2 separate regions of the Gossypium arboreum genome follow, and region 1 is linked to region 2. The links are chromatin contacts, called in public Hi-C maps. All regions are on one chromosome and are shown on one strand. The core of a region is the stretch at or near the end of the contact, and the rest is flanking DNA. Distances in the headings are between cores, read along the strand shown.

What was found. A called contact is a pair of places that touch in the nucleus more often than the background predicts.
Region 1: a contact with region 2 is called in a Hi-C map of leaf, with 2.6 times the contacts expected there. The contact joins the promoter of LOC108464288 here to the promoter of LOC108464192 in region 2. A contact is called at or near these places in 2 of 5 Hi-C or Micro-C datasets (both in leaf).

The regions. Positions count from the first base shown.
Region 1 is chr13:110,446,468-110,451,045 of ASM2569848v2, forward strand. LOC108464288 (kinesin-like protein KIN-12F) reads left to right here and starts at 1,268. Exons shown (of 16, transcript XM_017764502.2): 1 at 1,268-1,845; 2 at 1,937-1,999; 3 at 2,168-2,305; 4 at 2,411-2,494; 5 at 2,622-2,747; 6 at 2,853-2,912; 7 at 3,025-3,078; 8 at 3,178-3,270; 9 at 3,678-3,773; 10 at 3,997-4,145; 11 at 4,239-4,388; 12 at 4,511-4,578. The coding sequence starts at 1,561.
Region 2 is chr13:110,170,193-110,174,454 of ASM2569848v2, forward strand. LOC108464192 reads right to left here and starts at 2,800. Exons shown (of 2, transcript XM_017764347.2): 1 at 2,277-2,800; 2 at 1,287-2,106. The coding sequence starts at 2,568. The coding sequence ends at 1,505. It overlaps LOC108464191 (probable WRKY transcription factor 20), which reads right to left. Exons shown (of 6, transcript XM_017764346.2): 6 at 3,694-4,262. The coding sequence ends at 4,017.

The DNA of each region.
Region 1 (4,578 bases), core at 18-2,517, 270 kb after region 2:
TAAATAATTTAAAAATATTAAAAAAGAATATATGAATAAAAATTTTTATTTCAAAATTATGGAAAACTCTTCAAAATGAAAAAAATGAAAACATAAAAATTTCAAAAAATTATACAAGTATTTTAATGAATTTGGGTATATTTTAAGAGATTTTTTTCATAATTTTCGGAATTATAATACCGTGTCAGTAATGAAAATTTTGAAGGTTAATTTTCTCTAAATAAAAAGAGTAGAGACCAAATTGAATAAAAATGTAAAGATCAAGAACTAAAATTACTATTATCTCTTAAACACAAAACACCAAAATAAGTATTTGAAGGAAGAATTATTTTACTCTCTTCAATAAAAAGAACTAAAATTCAATCTGAAATATAGTTAAGGGACCCTGTAGTACTTTTAACCGAACCCCATTTGGTTTTCTTTTGATAATACGGTTTATTTGTTTTATTGAAAATTACTTCTGAAAATAATTTTTAAAAATAATTTATTTTTTGAAAAATTTAATATTTTCTAGTGTTTTGGATGAATTTATATAAAATATTTTTGTTGTTTGACAAATTTCTTAGAAATATTTTATAAAAGCTATTTTCAATGAAATAAACATTCATATAGGATTTTCATCTTTTTATTATTTAATTGAATTTATTTTATATCTATAAATTTTATATTTTACATTGTTTTTGCATATATTAAAAATATTTTGTTAAATTTAGATTCATTATAATGTCATTTTTAGTTGTATGACTATCAAGTGAGTATTTTTATTTAAAAATGTGACATTAACAAAATTAACAAAAAAATTTAACAATGTCAATAATTGGACTTGATTTTCAAATTTGAAAAATAGAGGAACTAAATTCTTAAAAACAAAATTATAGAGACTAAATTATAAATTTATGAAGAATATATAGACTTATGATATATTTAACCTTTATACTACAAAACATTTATTATTAATATATTATAATTGTAATAAAAATTTATTATTAAAATAAAATTAAAATATTAAATAGTTTATTAAAATAATAAATTATATTATTATATTAATAATTTATTATATGACTAAATATAAATAATTAAATATGTATGTTTAATAATTTATTATTAATATAATAATATTAAGTTTGATATAAGTTAAATTTTGAATAAAATAAAAGAAAAATGTTTATTTTCTATTCATCAAATTGTTTTATTTGAACCAAACACAAAAATATGGAGAAGATATTTTCTTTAAAACGTTTTACAACCGACCCTAAGGAGAAAAGCAAAGGGTATGACCATGAAGGATATTATGGTCATTTGGAGCTAATAAAACACACAGCTAGATCTAAAGATTTAAGAGTTCGAAAACCACAACGGTCATCTCCATCCGCTTCTCACAAACAAAAACTTCCCATCACCCTCTTTCTGCTTCTCTACAAATTCAAATTTAAATTTAAATTCAAATTCGAAGCCGTCCCTCACTCTCTCTCTTTCTCAGAGATCTCAAATCTTTCTTCTTCTTCTTCTCTATACCTTCTTCTTTTTTCTGAAAACTCCCAAAATACGAGAGTGAAAACAATGAAATCAACTGCAGAAGCCGCCGTTGCCGAGAATGGCCGGTTTTTGGGAAGCATTTCGACTTCTTCGCTTCGAAATCTGCTTCCTAAATCAAAACTTAAGAAAAGCATCAAGAAATCCAACTCTGAAAACAGTCCTCCACCAGATCCCAACATTATTCAAATAAATAATTCTGCTCAGTTTTCCCCCAAATCTCCACTCTCCAAATCGCTTACTTCTGACTCCTTCGTGAACCCATCTGACGCTCATCCCCAAATTCCGCTTTCTATGGACTCTTCCGTCAAGGTATAGTTAAACAACATCAGTATTTCCTTCTTCTTATTATTATTTTAAAAAAAAATGATATATGTTGAACCATTGTTTGGAATTTAAGCAGAAAGATATGGTTGAATCCGAAGAACAAAATGGAGATTTGACGAATTTAGATCCATCCGTCAAGGTAAACGCAATTTCAGTGCAACACAGTTCTCATAATTTTAAAGCTTTTAGCATATTTCTAAACAAGGTTTTGAACTTCTTCTGGGTTTTTTCAATCTTTAGCAAAGTTGAAAACCGAACTTGCTTTTTAAGTTTGACTCAATTTTCATATTTTTTTGTGAACAAATAGGTGGTAGTGAGAATTAGACCCATAAATGGTCAAGAAAAAGAAGTGGATCGAACAGTGACGAAGGTTTCTTCAGATTCTTTATCAGTCGGTGGCCGCAAATTCACATTCGATTCTGTTCTTGATGCAAATTCCAGTCAGGTTAGTCAGCAGAATCAATTTTTATATCTTCATTTATATTTTTCCTTTTTAGAAAAAAAGGGTGTGTTGACTCATAATAAACTGTATTTTTTTGGTGGCTACCAGGAGAATGTCTTTCAACTAATTGGTGTTCCTTTGGTTAAAAATGCATTAGCTGGTTACAACACTTCAGTTTTGTCGTATGGACAGGTACTCTTTAGAATATATAAATATATTTTAAGCTCTTTATCTGTTTGATGAGCATTCATAACAATAAAATTTGACGGTGAGTTGTGTATAAAGTAACCATGGTTTATGCAAAATTACTTGTCAATAGACTGGAAGTGGAAAGACTTATACAATGTGGGGTCCACCAAGCGCCATGGTTGAGGACCCTTCACCTGCGAGCCACCAGGGGATTGTTCCTCGTATCTTCCAAATGCTGTTCTCTGAGATTCAAAGGGTATGCTCTTCTGTTTTCCTTATTCTGAATTTTATTAGAAAATGAGTATTAGGACTTTGGAGTTTGGAAGTGTAGTTCATTGCTTCACACGTTTAAATTTTGTAGGAACAAGAGAACTCTGATGGGAGACAGACAAATTATCAGTGTCGTTGCTCCTTTCTTGAGGTATATACTGGATTGAAGTAGTCTAGTTTGCCGTCCTGAATCTGAATGCTTGTAACAATGTCTGGACCTTTTGTTAGACATAATGTAATGCTTTCTGTACGTTTATTTTCAGATTTACAATGAGCAAATTGGGGATTTACTCGATCCAACTCAAAGGAACCTTGAGGTAAATGTTTGCCTATACTTATTTTCCCATTCAAACAGCTTCCCAGGGTTTATTGCTTCAGGTTGGTGCATAATTGGTTTGTTGGACATCGCTTTCCAGATAAAGGACGATCCAAAGAATGGATTGTACGTTGAGAATTTGACAGAAGAATATGTTTCTAGCTATGAGGATGTAACTCAAGTTTTGATTAAGGTAGGCAGGCAACCATACAAGCTGAAATAATGTTTTCAATGCATACTTATCTAACACATTTTCTTTAAAATATGTATATTTAGTATAATCTTTACTCATAAGTCTTTTTAACAATAGTGTTTTAATGATGTTAAACTTGTTATCGTGTCAATTGGATAGTGTATGTATAAATTTTAACTAAAAAACTGTAGGTAGTTTTTTTATAAATGGATACCTATTATTAGTTTCTAGTCAATTATCTAATTTAGTTGGTGTCAATTGGCAAAAGCTTAATAATAGTACTGATAGGAGAAATTTATCAGTGATAAAAAATAAATATAATAAAGAATAAAGAAGATCGTAGATATATTATTGACTTGAAATTTTCGTTCCATGCATGTATTTATTACTCTTTATGTGTGTTACAGGGGCTTTCAAGTAGGAAGGTTGGAGCAACTACTGTAAATTCCAAGAGCTCTCGGTCTCACATTGTTTTTACTTTTTTCATTGAATCTTGGTGCAAGGTACAGAGCCAAATCTTGATTTTATATCACTGAAGTCAAGACAAGATTTAGTTGCTAATCTTTTCTTTTGGGTGTCAACCAGTCAGGTTTAGTTTTATGACATTTTACTGTTGATGTTGTTCACTTCCATGATTAATGTTATGAAATGTACTCGTGCACATCTAGAATATAAGTGCTGCTGTTCTAGAAATAATGAGCTGATCATCATTGATTCATACAGCAGGGAGCTTCATCAAAATGTTTCAGCAGTTCAAAAACAAGCAGAATCAGCCTGATTGACCTTGCAGGATTGGATAGAAACAAACTTGAAGATGTTGGTAGACAACATTTACAGGAAGGCAAAAATGTCAAGAAGTCCTTATCACAACTTGGGTATGTTTATCATTACCTTTATATAATCTGGAAGCTATTATTGCGTATGGCTAGAGCTGATTGATATAATCTTTTCTTGTTTCATCGGTGTAGGTATTTGGTGAACACTCTTGCAAAAGAAACTCAACCTGAAAAACCTGAAGATGTTCCATATGGGGGTTCCTGTTTAACACGTATATTGAGAGAATCCCTTGGTGGCAATGCCAAACTCACAGTTATATGCAATATTTCTGCAGACAACAGGTATTCTAGTCGAATTACAGTTTTTGTCTTTGTTCTTTATGTACAGAACCTTATTAATCGAAAAGCTGCAATTTTTTTTCTGAGGTCATTATTTAAGCTAAGCTTATTGTTTTTGACAGCAGAAATACAAGTGAAATACTGAGCACTCTTAGATTTGGGCAAAGGGTTAAAGCTGTCAGAAACGAGCCAG
Region 2 (4,262 bases), core at 1,550-4,049:
AAAGTGTTATTCGGTTAGCAATGAATCAAGTTTAGCATACTAGGACGAAGCACATTGATGTCTAGTATCATTTTGTACGAAATATTCTAGAAGAAGCTGTAGTAAAGATCTAGAAAGTTTCAACTACTAAATCTTACCAATATGATGACTAAGGTTGTGACTGCGAGTTCCAACTATGTTTGGACTTGATCAACGTTAAAAATTGAAGGTTGCAATTTGAAGACACTAACAAATATTATTTTGCAAAGAGATTGAAGATGTAGAAAGTTGCTAAGGTGTAGATTTGTTAAAAATAGCACAATCTCACGTTTAAAAAATTAAAAGTTGTGGAGATTTTGTACTATATAAATAGGGGTTGTTTATCCGTCTTTAAATCATCCCAAACTTGTCATATTCTTCATAAGGTAACTTTTTTCCTCTCCTTATTTATAATGTTTCACTTGTATCTTTTGTAATAAAATATATTTGGTAGTGTCCGGAGACACAGGCATAATTTTTCAAACCTCATTAAATTTCTGGTGTTCTTTATTGCTTTTATTTTTCTTTCAATATTTTGTAAGGTATAAGTGTAGTGATATATTGTGCTATTAAATTACATTGTAGGGAAATTTTGTCTAGAATGTTGGATTTTAAAAGGGATCATTTGCGATCCCTCCAATCTTTTCCGGGAATTAAACCTAGTGTTGTTTTTCTAGTATAATAATTTACTCAATTTTACCCTGTTAGCACAACATCGTAAACCGTTGTCTCAATCCAACTTTCAAAAAGTGGCATATACAAATTATATTTGTCATGAATATGAATTTTCGAATGGACACGGAATCTATGTCATATCGATCCAAAATACTATATTAGTAATAAATATTTTATATTTTATTTATTTAAATTATGCATGTTAAGTTTCAAGTAAACTAAAAATATCTAACCATTTGTTTTATATAAAAAGAAGGTAAAAATACCATGATGGCACTTGTACTAGAAATTAGATTGCTTTTTGCCCTTTTTATTAAAAAAATAGTCAAATTAGCCCTTGTACATTAAATGAAAGAGCAAACTAATACTTTCCGTTAAAAATTCCATCTTCTACTGTTAAAACTAACTTGGCTAACACAATAGTTAGAAAATCGCACGTGGCGTGCCACATACAGCTCATTTTGATATAGTGACCAATTTTTAACAGTAGAATTGGATGAAAATTTTAAAATAAGCAATTTACTTTTTAATCTAATGTATAAGGATCAATTTACTCATTTTTTAAGTAAAAAGGACAAAATACAATCTAAATCTTAATAGAAGTGCTCCATGCACTTATTTTCATTAACAATTAACCATATGTTTTTCTTTGGAAACATAAAATGTACCGATCTATATCACTCGACTCTTAAGTGTTTTGAGAGAAGTATGCTTCTTTCATGTACGTGTTTGAATGATGTCAGAATATATGTGTTAAATACAAGTATCAAACACAAAGAAGAGGTTGAATTAGGCTGAAAATGTTAGCAATTCAATTAAAAACTATGAGGAAACATGGAAGTATAGCACTGGGATTTGGTACAACCAAATACTCCAAGTTGGAGTGAGGCCCTAGACGTCCAATTGAATCAAAATCTTCACGCGTTCTATCGATGGTATTGCCAATACTCCCTGCAATCACCCTGCAAACAATTACAGCCCTTTTCAACTTCTTCAACTTGAAAGATACCATGTTGTCACACACTTCTTCACTACTCGTACTCAACCTAACCCCATTTTTCCTAGTGAATTCCATGTCAAATCGGGAATGAATAATCCGGCACGCTCGACAGCTCGGGTCTTTGCAGAGCTCCGGCACCGGTTTCGGCTTCCTGCAGCAAGCCATTGTAGTGCCATAGAAAAGTAACAGCTCGTTTCCATCTATGGTGCTCCTTGGATGTCTCTCGTGTTGTTGGTTGGCTTTTTTGATAACTTTTTCTCTGTAATCCTCGAACCTTTTGAGAACTTCAATGGAGTTCTTCACTTTTAGTACCCTTTTGATCTTCCATGATGGCTTTGACTTTGAGGGATCCATTGACGCTCTTTGAAAAATCAACTCAATTATGTTCCTTGATGGGTCACCAACATTGAGCTCTGATAGGAAAGAAAACTTGCATTGCAGAGTTAGATTGCATGCAGAATATGTAGCAACTATTTCTAATAGCAGAGCCAGAAACCATGTTGAAGACTTAGACAAAAGATGGAAGCCATTAAAGGAACACAGGGTGAAGCAAAAGTGAGCAAAAAGAAGAGAAAAGACATACCACAAAACTGAGTTTTAGGATGGATTGGTCTAAAAAGTGCTTCTCGAAAGGGGTTTCTGAGTTGATGAACAAGCTCTTTCTCTGGGTTCTGGGTTCTTGAATTCCCACAGTTTTTTTCTGGTCTTCCAACCACATCACTCAGCTTAGCTACACAGTTGACATTCTCCTTCAAAGAAACCCAAACTGCCAGCATTTCTCCCATTGTTTTCCCTCTCTCTGACATGGATACTTTACAACTTGTCAAGGGAAGGCAATGGGAGACACTTTTTTCTGACTTACACTTGTTCCACATTATATTATTCGGATCCGGATAATACCCTTACTTTCACAAGTTTAAACAGCCTATCATATCCTTAAATTGAAGGGTTGAAAATATATATAAATTACAGACATTGAAATTCAAACCCTGAAATAACCGATTAAACTAAGTTACAGATTCTATACGTTGTAATCATTGCCAATCACAGTCCCTGCAAAAAACGTGGCAGTTTAATCTCATGTCAGTTTGATGTATTGTTTAGACATGGTAAAAAATTGATGGGTTCAAGTGGAGATATGGGTCACAACGTGGCTACATTCTTATACCATCCCTGCCCAAAACAAAGACAAAATGGGAGACTTTAAAGGGTTTTGGATTCTATCAACAGTGCATTTATAGTGTCTACCCTACTCAAGTTCAAAACAAGACTGCAAGCTAAGGCTACCTAATATAAAAAACTATAAATATCTGTTCAATTCAAAATATTACCATCATAAGCATAGCGACCAACTTCTATAATTCTCTTTATATAATTTTTCAACCTATTTGGAAGATTAAACCTTCAAATATGTCGAGAATGAATAAGGAAATCTCGAGTAAAACTTAATACAAAAAAAAAATTCTTGAAGTGTGCTGTAAAGCAGTTTCAAACCAGAAATTCATCCATACCAGTGAGATAACAAATTAGACACTTTATGAAAGATTTGACTCTAGTCTAGAATGTGACAAAATACTAAGCATGTTTTCTTTTGTTCTTCTAAAAGGTTCTTTTCAAATGGTTCACAATTCACATGCAACAAGAACAAAAGTAGTTGTTAATGCATTCCAAACAAAGAGAAATTATAGCTTATTTTGTACTTTTATACCCCAGTACCGAGAACAAGTTGTCTGCAATTGAATCTCACCCTTCAATCAACAATCATTATGTCCAAGATCTAACCTTGGATTCTTCACATGTTTGGTCAATCATTTGCCTATGTCTCAAGCAAGCCTCCAGCAATCATTTTTTTTCTCTGGATAATGTTTGAAAAATAATCCATCAAAATGTCTAGTAAAGATTTGATTTGAGGCACGGTATCTGAGAGGCAATGGTCAAGAAAAACACAGGTATACATTGTATAAATCACAAGTTATCTATCTAAGAAGTTGAAGACAAAATGGATAAACATGTTTCTTACAATTTCTATTTCAAGAACTTGTTTTACAACACTTCTCTGTAAGAAAATAATACATATACCAGTTCCACATTAGTACAAACACCAAAGTTAATACAATGACTGATTTGCAGCAGAAGGTAGTTTGTACGCCAGTTAACAAGATCAGCTCAGACAGTAAACCAATATTTATATATATAGGGAGAGAGAGTGAGAACAAGACATATTTTCAGAATAATATTTCTACTTTTCTTTTACCAGCCAAAAAGATGGAAAAAAGAAATACTGTTCATGTTTTATTGCTTGTCACCTTCATTGTTAACAGATTTATGGACCTGTCAGTATTCTTCCCATGGTCTGGGAATATGCATAAGAATGATTTAGTGGTGTAATGTCAACAGTGAGACCTTCACTCGGAGCTTCTCTAGATCCATACTGGTTCATGCCACCATTAGGAACACCATAGTATGCTGTCATTGGAGTCACTTGATGTAGTTTGAAACTAGAACCACCAGTCTGATGGTGGCTTTGGACCACTTCAGAATGCAATTGCTGATGCTCGTTCGAACTATT